Regions from separate parts of the Mus musculus genome. Here region 1 is linked to region 2. Evidence: chromatin contacts called from public HiChIP or PLAC-seq data. All regions are on one chromosome and are shown on one strand. Each heading gives the region's core, a stretch centred on a gene start, on an enhancer-like site or on the middle of the called end of the contact. The rest is flanking DNA. Distances are from core to core; before and after follow the strand shown. Region 1 has its middle 23 kb from the start of Klf3. Region 2 has its middle 37 kb from the start of Gm26761.

Region 1 (5,989 bases), core at 1,411-3,910, 120 kb before region 2:
AACTGCTGCTTTAGACTGTCCATGCCCTGGAGCAGGCCAATTTTATTACTAAGTTCATTGCTTTGCTCTATTCTGAGATGTTAGAGGTTGGTTAATTTTATTATGGGCTCATCCCTATCCTTTGCCAATTTATCCAGAGGTGCTAGGAGCAACCAGCCAGCATCATCATTTTTCTTATTTCCAAAACTGTCAAAAGTTTCTTATATAATCACTAAACCCATTATCTCTCACAGTTGGTGTATCAGTATCTGTGTTAGTGAATTGAAAAGCCTATACAAGATACTTCCAAAGGTGCTTATACTTCTGTTGCTCCAGAACCAATTCTAGTATCAACTTTTGTATTAGTCAGTGTTCTCTCAAGTAACAGAATTTATAGAACGAATCACTACATATATATCTATATATTTATATATCCATATCTATCTATCTATCTATCTATCTATCTATCTATCTATCTATCTATCTATCTGGGATTTATTGGAATGACTTACAGGCTGTGGTTCAGCTAATCCAACAATGGCTGGTTGGGAACAGGAAGTTCAAGAATCTAGTAGTTAAAATAAATAAATACAGTCATTATGTCAAACCATTAAATCAGGGACTGTCTTACATGGATGCATTTATACATATAGCATCTTTTTTTTTTTTTGAGGGGCACACATACATTTTTCTCCCTCTGTGATTCAGCTAACAGAATGTGGAACGTGCTTGATATATTGACATAGTGTAGCTGTCTTCCTTTTTTTCTCTTTGTTCCCAAAGGCCTCCCCAAGTCTTTGCATCTAAAGCAAATGACATTACACAAGTTTCAGGATGGTTGGAAGGATGTTGGTCAGCCTTTTAACTCCTGGGTCTCCTAGCGTGGCCCATTCACAAGTGCTTTGGAAGTTTTACTCTGTTGTCTATAGGAAAACTCAGCCTGTGGTTGTCCTTAGGAATGGTGCAGAGGTCTTTGGGGAAGGAAGATTTGCTGGAAAAAAAATATGGAGGCTATGCCGGTGCCTGGCAAACACAGAAGTGGATGCTCACAGTCAGCTATTGGATGGAACACAGGGCTGCCAATGGAAGAGCTAGAGAAAGTACCCAAGGAGCTAAAGAAGTCTGTAACCCTATAGGAGGAACAACAATATGATCTAACCAGTACCCACGGAGCTCGTGTCTCTGGCTGCATATGTAGCAGAAGATGGCCTAGTCTGCCATCATTGGAAAGAGAGGCCCCTTGGTCTTGCAAACTTTATATGCCTCAGTACAGGGGAACAGCAGGGCCAAGAAGTGGGAGTGGGAGAGGGAGGGCAGTGGGGGGAGGGTATGGGGGACTTTTGGGATAGCATTTGAAATGTAAATGACGAAAATACCTAATAAAAAAAGTTTAAAAAAAGGGGGGGGGGCTTCCAGCTACATTGTATCAGGCTGAGGTTTCTGGTCCCATGCATCAGAAACATTTTTTTTTTTTTTGGTTTTTTCGAGACAGGGTTTCTCTGTGTAGCTCTGGCTGTCCTGGCACTCACTCTGTAGACCAGGCTGGCTTCGAATTCAGAAATCCGCCTGCCTCTGCCTCCCAAGTGCTGGGATTAAACCGCCCCGTTGCATCAGAAATTTAAGCAGCAGACTGGGACAGCCAGGGCTCAGGCACTGGGGGCCGGAAGGATGTTGATCTCTACTCAGAGAGTTTATAATGCATCTGCATTCGCCTTAGCAGAGAGCAGAGCTGTCACTTTCTCTACTATACCTTCCCTACTTGTGACTGAGGTTGCCACTTAGAAATCTTCAGAGCCTTGTGAAAGAGTGATGTCAAGTCTGGTGAATCCAGTAATTTAAAAGAAGACCCTTGTGGGGCTGGAGAGATGGCTCAGTGGTTAAGTGCTCTTCCAAAGGTCTTGTGTTCAACTCCCAGCAACCACGTGGTGGCTCACAACCATCTGTAACAGGATCAGATGTCCTCTTCTGCTGTGCCTCAAGACAGAAACAGTGTACTCATACATAAAATAAGTAAGTTAATTAAAAAAAAGAGAAAGAAAGAAAATGATTGGAAGGCTTGTTGTCTCAGCGGCTGGCCGGAGGATGGCTTCTTTTTTCTTTACATTTCAATACTCTGAAGTAGTTTTTCTTTAATAAACACACTTTTCAGGAGCAAGGAAAAGTGTTTTTAAAAATAGCTAGAAAGAAGTGGGTAAGTTGTGTCTAATGAAAGGCAAAATTTAGCTTTTTGGAAGCACCCTCAGACTCACGCACCTGGAAAGGGGGCAAGAAGGAAGGGGTGAGGTAGCCCTTGAAGAAGGGGTGAGAAGTCTGGAAGAAATTTTGAAGTTTTTGGTGGCCGCTTGAGTGGCTGGGCCTGCTCAGCTTCTCGAAACCAGAATTCTTCCTCAAAATATATCTGTTCGAAAGCATCGCCAAGCAGAAAAGGCTGGAAACCAGAGGCGCCGGCAACTTAGAATGAACAGAGCCCAGGTTCCCATTTTTACAGGCATGTACTTCCTGGGGCCCGGGGTCCACTCTTCCGGTCTACCGTGCTTTGCCCGGATCCATCTAGTCAAGAAGAGTCAGTGACTATGAGAGAGCTGACCTACAGCTCCCCCAACACCAGAACACCAGCTGATCTCCTCCGCTGGAAGCCCTCTCCTGCAGCTTCTTCCTTTTAAGTTTGTTTGTGTGTTATTGTTCTGAAGGGTTTCTGGGTAACTATAAGCAACAGATCTTGTTAGTTCCTCTTCAGACTCCCCACTACTCCCCACCCTTATTTCTCACCTCCCAGCATCCTGTTTGTCTCCCTGACTCAGTTCCCCTGCCCCGCCCACAGCCCCTCCCTCCCCAGCTGCCAGTCCCCTGAGCCGTGTTTTTCTTCCCTCAGTTAATATGCTTTAACTTTTCCCCATTTGATTATGTGTACTTGGACCAAGCGCACCATGCATGCATCTCTTCAGTTTTTAATTCACTGAACCATGTGTCTTTCTCTCATGAAAACATTAAAAGCACGGTTAGAGCTGATGTTTGTCGTCCCCCCTCCCCCTTTCTTTTGAGACAATGTATTTATACAACATGGAGATGAGGAGGAATAAGGAAAATCAGAAAACGAGGGCGGTTATGGTTGAGATATCCAGTCTCTCTGAAAGGCTGCAGTGAAGGCTCGGTGTCTGGCTGGTCAGGCCAGTGACTGAGAGGGTGAGTGATGGATCGTGGATGCCCTGACCTACTCAATGGATGTTCTTATCCAGGGGCCACTTCACAATTAGATGGCGTTTTTTGGAGACAATGGGCACTTTCAGAGGTGGAGCCTAGTTGGAAGCAGTAGGTCATTGAAGGCATGTCAGCGGGGCTTTTCCTTGTTGCGCTCCATCCTCTGCTGTCTAAGAGTTACTTGAGGCTCTGCTCTGTCACACTGTCACCCGTCTCTGTCATTCCTTCACTCAGCCTTGACCCAAATCCAAAGCAAACAGTGGGACAGGTGTCTGGATTGAAACCTATAAAGCTGTGTGGGGCAGAGTAAGTCTGCCCTTACATATTTTTTTCTTAGGAACTTGATGCAATTATAAGAAACTGACTAACTGGGCTGTAGAGATGTCTCAGCAGTTAAGAGCACTGACAGCTCTTCCAAAGGTCCTGAGTTCAATTCCCAGCAACCACATGGTGGCTCAGAATCATCTGTAACGGGATCCGATGTCCCCTCTGGTGTATCTGAAGACAGCTACAGAGTACTCATCTATCTATATCTGTATCTGTATATCTGTATATATGTATATATATGTATATATGTATATATATGTATATATATTATATGTGGATGCCATGGTGGCTATGTGGAGGTCAGAGGACAACTTTACAACTCTTTGGAGTTGGTTTTCTCCTTCCACTGTGTAGGTCCAAAGAATCAAACTGAGTTCATCAGGGTTAGCAGCACGTGCCTGTCTTTACTGAGCCTGCTCGTTAGACAGCCCAGTCTATTAGATATTAAAGAATGTTTTAATAGGGTATATGGCACACACTTACAATCTCATCACTAGGAGGCTAATGCCATGAGTTCTGTTTAGCCCAGCCAGTAAGTCAAAGGCAATCCCATGCTACACTGTGAGATCTTGTTTCAAAAAAACACTGAAAAATCTAACCAAACCAGACAAACAAAACAGCTACCAGCATTCTACCCAGCTAGTAATCTTATATAAACGGTGTCAGTTAGCTTTCTGCACTGTCATGAAATGTCTGATATGATCATAATGAGAAAATGTTTATTTCTGCTCAGTTTTGAAGGTCTCAGCCTGCTATTAATTGGGTCCTCCCTTTCAGGCCCCTGTAAGGTGGCACACAAGGATTGCTTACGCAGGATTAGAAAGCCAAAATAGCAGAGAAGTGCTGAGTATCCCATAGTCCTTAAAGGAATACTCCAGGAACTGGAAAACCTCCTACTAGTCTCTGCCTTTTAAAGGTGCCACCACCTCCTAATACTATCATGTAAGGACTAAGCCTTTGACGCATGGGTCTCTAGGGGAAATTCAAGATCCAAAAACCATAACATGAACTGTGTGGACCTTGGCTTAATTAGTTTTTACATTGCTGTGGCAAATGGGTCTATTAGCTATACAGAGCCTAACTCTTCAAAGTTTTTAGGTTTAGAAGAAATAGCATGGTGATTTAATGACAATAGCACCCAAAGGCTCATAGGGAGTGGTACTATTAGGATGGGTGGCCTTGTTGGAAAACTTGTGGTCTGGTTGAAGAGGTGTGCCACTGGGGGCTTGGCTTTGAGGGTTCAAGTCAGGTCCAGTGTTTCTGTCTCTGTCTCTGTCTCTGTCTCTGTCTCTGCCTCTTTCTCTCTCTCTCTCTCTCTCTCTCTCTCTCTCTCTCTCTCTCTCTCTCTCTCTCCCTCCCTCCCTCCCTCCCTCCCTCCCCGCCCTCCCTCCCTTCCTTCTTCCCTCCTTCCCTTCTGCCTGCTGACCCAAAGGTAAAACGTATCTCCTTCTGGAGAGCACCACCATAAAGTGAAGGCTTTCCCCCGATTTGTTAAATATCTGTGTTTGTTTGTATGCACAAATTTTCCAACACAATTCGTGCCCCTACACTTGGTGCTGAGAAAACTGCCCAGGCAGAAAGGAACAAAACGACCCTTGTTGGCGACTGTCACCATTTCCCAGGGCAGCAACTCTTGGCACCATGTCTGCTACTCTCCCCCCACCCCCACCCCACTTGTCTCTGGGCATTCTCTCTGCTGTGGTGTTGGAAAACATCTTTCCGAGGTTCACTCTTTGGGACTTTCCCATTACTGAGTTGTAGCCCTTTCTAGTAGGTAGTGTGATAAGGACATAATTAGCCACACTTCTTATATTTTTGGTTGTGAGCCTAGCTTTTAATGGCTGAGCTATCTCTTTATCCCAAAGCACACTTGATAAGACACCTCTTTTCTTCTGGATGTGGAAGAAAAGTACGTTGAGATGCTTTTTAAAAGTCCGGAGGCAGAGGCAGGCAGATCTCTGAGTTTGAGGCCAGCCTGCTGGACAGAGCAAGTTTCAGCGCAGCCATGAAAAAACCAAAACCAGTCCTGGTTGGTTTAATTAAGTTAATTTAGTCCAACCGACCTGACAAAGCTGCACTGTGAAACTGGGCCAGGTCTATGCCTGTAACTTGGGCCAGCGAAGGCTGTGTCTGACACCCTTTGTGTCACGCTTGGTGACAATGGCTGCTGATGCTTTTATTGCAATCCCAGAAAGTACTCTTTCTATTCCACTGTCTTTAGAAATTAGGGAGGGAAAGCAAAATTTATTTAGCTTATTTTAAAGAAAACTTTCCTGTGATCTTGGTTTTCAAAGTGTTATCAGATGTTCTTTTACTATCTAAAATTGAAGGCATGCCCCCCAAAATATTTTACAACTTCTTTTAGACATTAAGTTATAGCACACCCCCCAACTTGAATTTTACAGCTAACTGGACCTCTAGCCATTGATTATATTCTTATGAGACCAAGGGCTTTATTTTCAATTCAGTTTGTATTACAGCTTTT
Region 2 (6,532 bases), core at 2,153-4,652:
AATCCTGCTACACCCCCTACCCCCCAACCCTGGCATCATTTAATTGTTTGATGTTGTCAGTTTGATGTTTGATGTTGGGTCTAGTGATTCACCTCTGCTCTGGCCTGAAAAGCTTCAATCATCCAAGAGTCCCAATCATCCTCTTGGGAGTCCCTTGGAGGCTTATTCTCCTGCTAAGGAAACTAACCCCAAATATTTACCCAGTAGAAGTTGTAAACTTTGACTTTACCTGTCAAGGTGTATCTCTGTAAGAAGCAGGGGAAGCTAGGGCTTTGCCTTGTGGGAACTGCTCCCTCTGAGATCTGAGAACAATGTCCATTCTCATTCTAAGCGAACCCCTCTTGGGACCAGGCTTCCTTGCCCTCTCAGACTTCAGACAGGCACTCCCACTTCCGGTGTGAGCAGTTCACCACCACAGCTGGCCAGGCAGGAACCCTGAGTATGAGCCCAGCCTCAGGGGGTCTTGGGGGCAGTGGAAGGGTAAAGGCTGCCAGAAAATTAATGATAAGTACCTCAAGAGAAGGGCTTACACTACACACTGGAATGTAAGCGAATTACTTCACACAACTCACTGTTGATCATTTGGTCACCAGTACCTCTAGCCAAGGATTTCTCTCATCAGCCATCACTGGCTAGATCTTCCTCCACCCATTCTCTGGCGCCCTGGACTCCTACATGACTTCTGTAAGGAGTTTGATTTCACATAGAACAATTATGAGGAATTGGTCAATGACACCATCAAACCCTCCCTAGCCTTTCCAACTACTGTCTACTGGTTAGACATTACTGACTAAGAAGCACTTAAAACTCTTAAAACTATCAATTATTCTGTTTTGTTCCTCCAGCCCCTGCCTCATATTTTGAACCTCTGTGATGAGATACATCTGTTTAGGATGTCAGGTCTGTTTGGTGAATGGACTCTTCCACCACAGTGAAATTTGTTTGCTTGTTGTTGTTCTGTCTCTAGCAATATTCTTTTCTTTGAAGTTACTTTGACATTGAAGTAGCTTTTTTTTTTAAACTAACACTGGTGTGTACTCTTCTGCCTCAGTTATGAAATGTTGGCATCTTTAGACTTCAAATGTTAACTTGTCAACAGTGTAGGTGAGTTCTATCAAGTTGTCCAAACCACACCTGTCTTTCATTTTAATCTACTTATATTAGATAAAATTATGATGGTTCAACTTAAATCTGCCATTCTAATAGTTATCCCTTGCTTTAAAAACTTCTTAATTCTCATTTTCAGCTGGAATTGACACTATGTGTGTATGTATGTATGTATGTATGTATGTATGTTTGTTTCATCCCAACTGCAACTTCCTTCCCTACTCTCCTCCCATCCCTCTCTCCCTGCCCTCTTCCCTTCCTCCCCACTCCATCCCCCTCCCTTTCTCTTCAGAAAAGGGCAGGTCTCCCATGGATATCAACCAGCCATGGCACATCAAGTCGCAGTAAGACTAGGAACCTCCTCTCCTATTAAGTCTAGAAGAGGCAACCCAATAGGAGGAAAGGGTGCCAAAGGCAGGCAACATAGTCAGAGACAGCTTCTGTTCCCATTGTTAGGAGTCCCAAAAAAAGACCAAGTTACACAATACAACATACTTGCAGAGGGCCCAGGTCTGTCCCATGCAGGCTCCCTTGTTGGCAGCTTGGTGAATTGCCAACCTTTTAACTGGTTGCTCTTTTGAACCTTTTGAACGATGCCTCTTTGTGTCATGCTTTAGGAGTCAGTCTAGGACTTAGGATCCCTGTGTTCAAGTCAAATATGTCTCTGCAAACAATGACAGCCAGGGCTTAACAATTACATGGTATCTAGCACAGCCCACCCAATGGCACATCTCCTGTTGGGCTGACAGAGTGGGTTGTTTGGGAGTGGGATTCTGATGTCACCCAGTCTCATGTGTGTCTTGGAAGGAGCTCTGATATAACTTTGATCAGATTCAAGTCACTGTCCGAGTTATATAGGTCTGAGACAAAAGGTTTCCCCGAGGCAAGTGTTGCAGCTCTAAAGGAAAGGCTTCCTCAGTGCAAGAGAGATCTAACTCAGCCCTGCTTTTCTCTAGATACAGTCTCTCTCTTAGCTGCCTCATTGTGCCCCAGGCTTCTGTGTGCTCCCCTGCCACCATGTGTTCCCTAACTAGACCTTTAGCAATCACCTTCCATGGTTTATAAATTGAGCAATAGAAGTTAAATATTTTATGTTAGTTAAATATAAATTTATAAGTGACAAATGTGTGTATTTGTGTGTGTGTTAAAATACCAGTCTTTTGTTTCTAGATGTTGTTGTATGTCCATAGATGGGTATCATCCCATTGAGAACCACTGGGTGAATCCATCTTTCCTTATTGGATGATTAGAAAAATAGTAAAAGATGGGCAGAGGGGGAAGAAATGGGACTTCTATAGACTTGTAAAGGAACTGGAGAGTTGATAGTTTTGAAGAATGAATCCAGTATATAATCTCAGAGAACATACACCCATGATAGGAAGAAGGGCTGCGGAGGGAATCAGCAGATAGCCAAGGCCTTGAATGAAGATATGGAACCTGGATTTGGCAAAGGACAATTTGTGGGAGTTAGTTCTCTTCTTCTACCAAATGCATCCCAGGAATCAACTTACCATCAGCTACCATAGTTAGCCATACCTGACTTGGACACAGAAGCTTCAAATATCTTTCTTTCTCCAGTAATTAAAATACATCAAGAGGAGCCAGCAAATGAGCAGTGGAATGAGATGCTTTCTGACATATGTTCATATATATTCATATATTTAAAGAAAAACAACACCTTAACTCGAGGAAAGTACCTCACAGTGGGAATTTCAGGTCGTGGATACCCTTGCAACCACACCCACGAAGCAACAGCCTGTTCGATTGGTGTGTTTCAGCCTGGTCTAATTATAGCAATTATGACAAATGGCTTTGATGCTTGAGGCTGAAACGGGAACTAATACTTCCTAATGAGGCCGGGTTACATTTGCATGAAAGCAGAGGTGGTCCACAGAGCTACAAGCTGTCGGAGGGAGCCACAGTGCTAGAGCTTTTGACACCTCAAGCCTTGATCTTAGCAAGAGAACTGAAACTACCCTGTCTTTCATCTCTAGTCTGGTTAGAAGATCAAGCCAATATGTTTTCTGAGAGCTATTGATTTTTTTTCTTTTTTAAAAGTAATTATAGAAACTGTCTTGGAATCATTTAGTTTTATATGTAAGAACTGCAAAGGCACAGGGGTGGGAAGGTTATCCAGCAAACAAAGACCTTGGAATCTGGGGACTATGGAGGAAATACTTACAGACAGAGGCTTCCTAGAAATAAAATTACTAACGAGCAACTCAAACTGTGATCGTCTCCCCAAGGGACTGGTGAGGTGACCCCACCAGAAAGCTCCAACTTTCCACTCCCTACTTTCAATTTCTTCTCACTCCCACACCCTCCTTGTTATCTGAATCGATGGGGGGAAGTTGTAGGTACGACCTGAATCCTTCCTGATTTGAGTCAAATGAGAAAAAAAAAGTACAGAAAGGAGATATGGTCTTGAGAACAAAGGGAAACTGACTAAATGTGAGATCTTCAGGCACGGGGCGGAGTTGGGAGCATGCATTTTTAACCTGGTGATGCTGACAGTTCCTGGAGACAAAAGGTAGCAGAGCTTTGCTCCCAGCCAGGAAATCAATTGGGCATGGTTCCTGTGTCTCCTTGTGAAGCCATCACCTTGGATTTTTACTTGGGTGGCTCCCTGCTGAGAAGCATGTCACACAATTAACTCTTGCAGGGTTTAAAAGTATTTCCAACAATAGAAAAAGCGGTGGTAGTAAAATAGAGTTTTGTTTTGTTTTGTTTTGTTTTGTTTTCTTTCGAGACTATTACATCTATCTATCATCTATTACAAGCTGGCCTTAGATGTAGCAGAGGAGGACCCCGAACTTCTCTTCTCTTGTCTTCACCTTTGGAGTGATTGGGATTACATGACCACCACATCCAACTTATGGTGCTATCTATCAACCAAGAATTCCATGCAAAATGGACAAGCTCTCGACCAGCTAAGCTGGGTCTCCAGCCCTGGAGCTGGAAGATTCTAAGGTGCAAAATTTATGAACAGCGATCTGTTTATCTGAAGCCTGAGAGGATAAAACTTCATTAGCTGGTGGAGGATATGTGTTTATTTAATTTTATATTGTTTCCTCAGGGTTAGATGACATGAGACAGGATACGTTTTAACAAAGGCTTTCCTATCTAAGTCTCTTCTTTCTACTCATTACTTCCAATGTGATTGCAATATGATGTAATTTTTAACCAGTTGAGTTCTAGTCTAAGCATCTTTTTTGCACCTCAGAAAGAGGTTGTCTTTCAGCATTGCGTTAACAATGCAGCACTCGAAGTTAGATGGAGAATACGTCCTTAAGCCGTCTGATGTTGATTGATTTGGGCCCAAGAGAGTATGACTGCTGACATATTTGTTGACAATAATAACATGCCTACGAAAAAGTGATGTCCTTTGACAGTTATTAATAAAAAAGTAAACCTGATACAAACTGGACTTGGGAAGACTGCAGTAAATGTCAGCAAGCATTTTTACAATTAATGACAGGTATATTTTCCATATTAGTGCTACTGGTCAGAAGAGCAGCCATTGTTTAAGCTAGAGAATGAAACCTCAAATACCTACATGGAGTTGGCCTATAACTGACTAATCATTGGTAGAAGTCAGCTAGGTCAGGATGATAATTGAAGATAGAAACATCCAGGGAAGTGGCAGGATTAGATGACCAAGTTTTTCCTTTGGTATTATTTGTTTTGAATCAGGGTCTCACTATGTGTCCTAGGCTGGCCTTGAACTTAGAATTCTCCTGCTTCACATATTAATTGTTTCCAACTTGGAAGACTGTCATATGGAGGCTAGAAGGCACTCTGTGCCTATTTAACGGCTCCTGTGATCTGAATTCCCAGGGGTTTTATTTGGGACTGCTTTGTTGGACTATTTGGAAAGCCTAGATACCAGTGATGATGATGGTTAACATTTACAGAACATTCACTCCAGTGACCTATGTATATCCACCTACAGACTCTTCAAATAGACCTGTGGTATGCCCCCCCCATTTTATAGATGAGAAGACTGAGGCAAACAATTATAAATATATTGATTACTAGCTCATGGTAGAGCCAGGGCTAGCAGTGTGTTCCTCTTCATATGGTGCATACCAGAAAAGATGGGTAGGGACATCACTAAGCAAAGGGACACACATCAAGTAAACCAGGCTTGTAGAAGATAGGATCTTAAGAATTTACAGAAATAAAGGGTTAGGTATAGTATATGGGAGAGTGTGTTACACCCTATGTGGTAGGGGTTCAGACTGTTAGGAGGCATCAAGAAGCAAAGTAGTTCAGGGGATTGAGTGGTATGCGAGTTGTACTATAAAGCCCAAGAGAGTCTACCTATCTGAAAGCTCTGGTCATAGGGGTAGGTGGCCAAGGTTTCTACAACTTATTTTATTTTTTGCCTTATGCAGAAAATTCTTATCCTGTGTGGTACCAGGCAGCCACGCAGGCAGGAGATACTGTGGCATCAGACCAAAGGGAGAGCCATCCCTGGCCTTTGGGTCTGGAGACTCTCTGCATGATGCTGTCTCAGTAAGTTCCAGTCACTTCTGTAAGACTTGTCCTCCACCAGTCTCTGTTGGAACTTAGGTTTCTGCAAGAGTTCCAGATGTAGCCACCAGCCAAGTGAGTGAGTGATGGTTCTTAGCAGACATAGAAGAGAGAGCCCACAAAGCGGAAGTGTCCCTGTCCATGGAAGGGCAATGAGGAGACAGCAATATAGGAAACACGATATTGTCCTTTCCCATCAGATCACTGTCCTTGCCTACTTATGTCTCATTGTTGTTGTGGTATTGTTATTATATTATTATTATTATTTATTATTGTCACCTTTATTTGGCAACAGTAATACCTTCCTTTTGTCTGATCAGATTCATTCCCCACCATTCTTTTCTATGTCCTGGGAGAGTGGTTGTAGAGACGGGTGAAGTGGGTTCCTCTTGGCCTCCTCCAGCCTCACTTGTGAGCAGCTAATGGAAAACATCAGCTGAGATCAGGGGGGAGGAAGAGAGAAAGCAGGTGTAATTATTCCCCTATCAGCCTCCGCTGACTCGAAAGTGATCTGTGGCTTTGTTCTCTGTGAAAATCCACAGCTCGTGTCAGGTGGCCTCTCCTGGAGCTATGGTTACAGTCCTGTGTAAGCGCCCACTTCCCCATCCCTTTAGGCCTACAAATGATGAATGTGTTGACAAACTGAACTATAATAAACCCGTTGCAGGACATAAGGTATGGTCAACAAGCTACAGTGCTGAGAATGTTGGAGCAAGACAAAGTATTTCTTGGGATTTGGAGATGTGCTTCACTTTTCTCAGAAGAGAAAAAACAGAAGGAGGTAGAGAAGCAATGAAACGCAGAGAGTCGATCATCTACGGAGTCTCGGTTATGGGGGGATCCATTTGCATGTATCATCTTCCTTTACTCAACCAACAGTGCTGTGAGA

Evidence for each region. HiChIP or PLAC-seq counts read pairs in DNA pulled down with a chosen protein or histone mark.
Region 1: a contact with region 2 is called in a BATF HiChIP or PLAC-seq map of CD8 T cells, with 9 read pairs. The contact joins two enhancer-like sites. A contact is called at or near these places in 1 of 15 datasets of contacts at CTCF or cohesin (CD8 T cells), 2 of 484 Hi-C or Micro-C datasets (embryonic fibroblasts and nephron progenitors) and 6 of 115 datasets of contacts at active chromatin or transcription factors (CD8 T cells, bone marrow-derived macrophages, embryonic stem cells and 2 more).

What each region holds. Positions count from the first base shown.
Region 1 is chr5:64,777,647-64,783,635 of GRCm38.p6, reverse strand. No RefSeq gene overlaps it. Among named protein-coding and RNA genes, the nearest start is that of Klf3, 23 kb to the left of the region's middle. Within about 2 kb of position 2,660, at least 87 of the 459 cell types and tissues checked have an H3K27ac peak or open chromatin away from gene starts, as enhancers often do. A contact at or near this core is called in CD8 T cells and bone marrow-derived macrophages, where this site is marked.
Region 2 is chr5:64,659,106-64,665,637 of GRCm38.p6, reverse strand. No RefSeq gene overlaps it. Among named protein-coding and RNA genes, the nearest start is that of Gm26761, 37 kb to the left of the region's middle. Within about 2 kb of position 3,402, at least 49 of the 459 cell types and tissues checked have an H3K27ac peak or open chromatin away from gene starts, as enhancers often do. A contact at or near this core is called in CD8 T cells and bone marrow-derived macrophages, where this site is marked.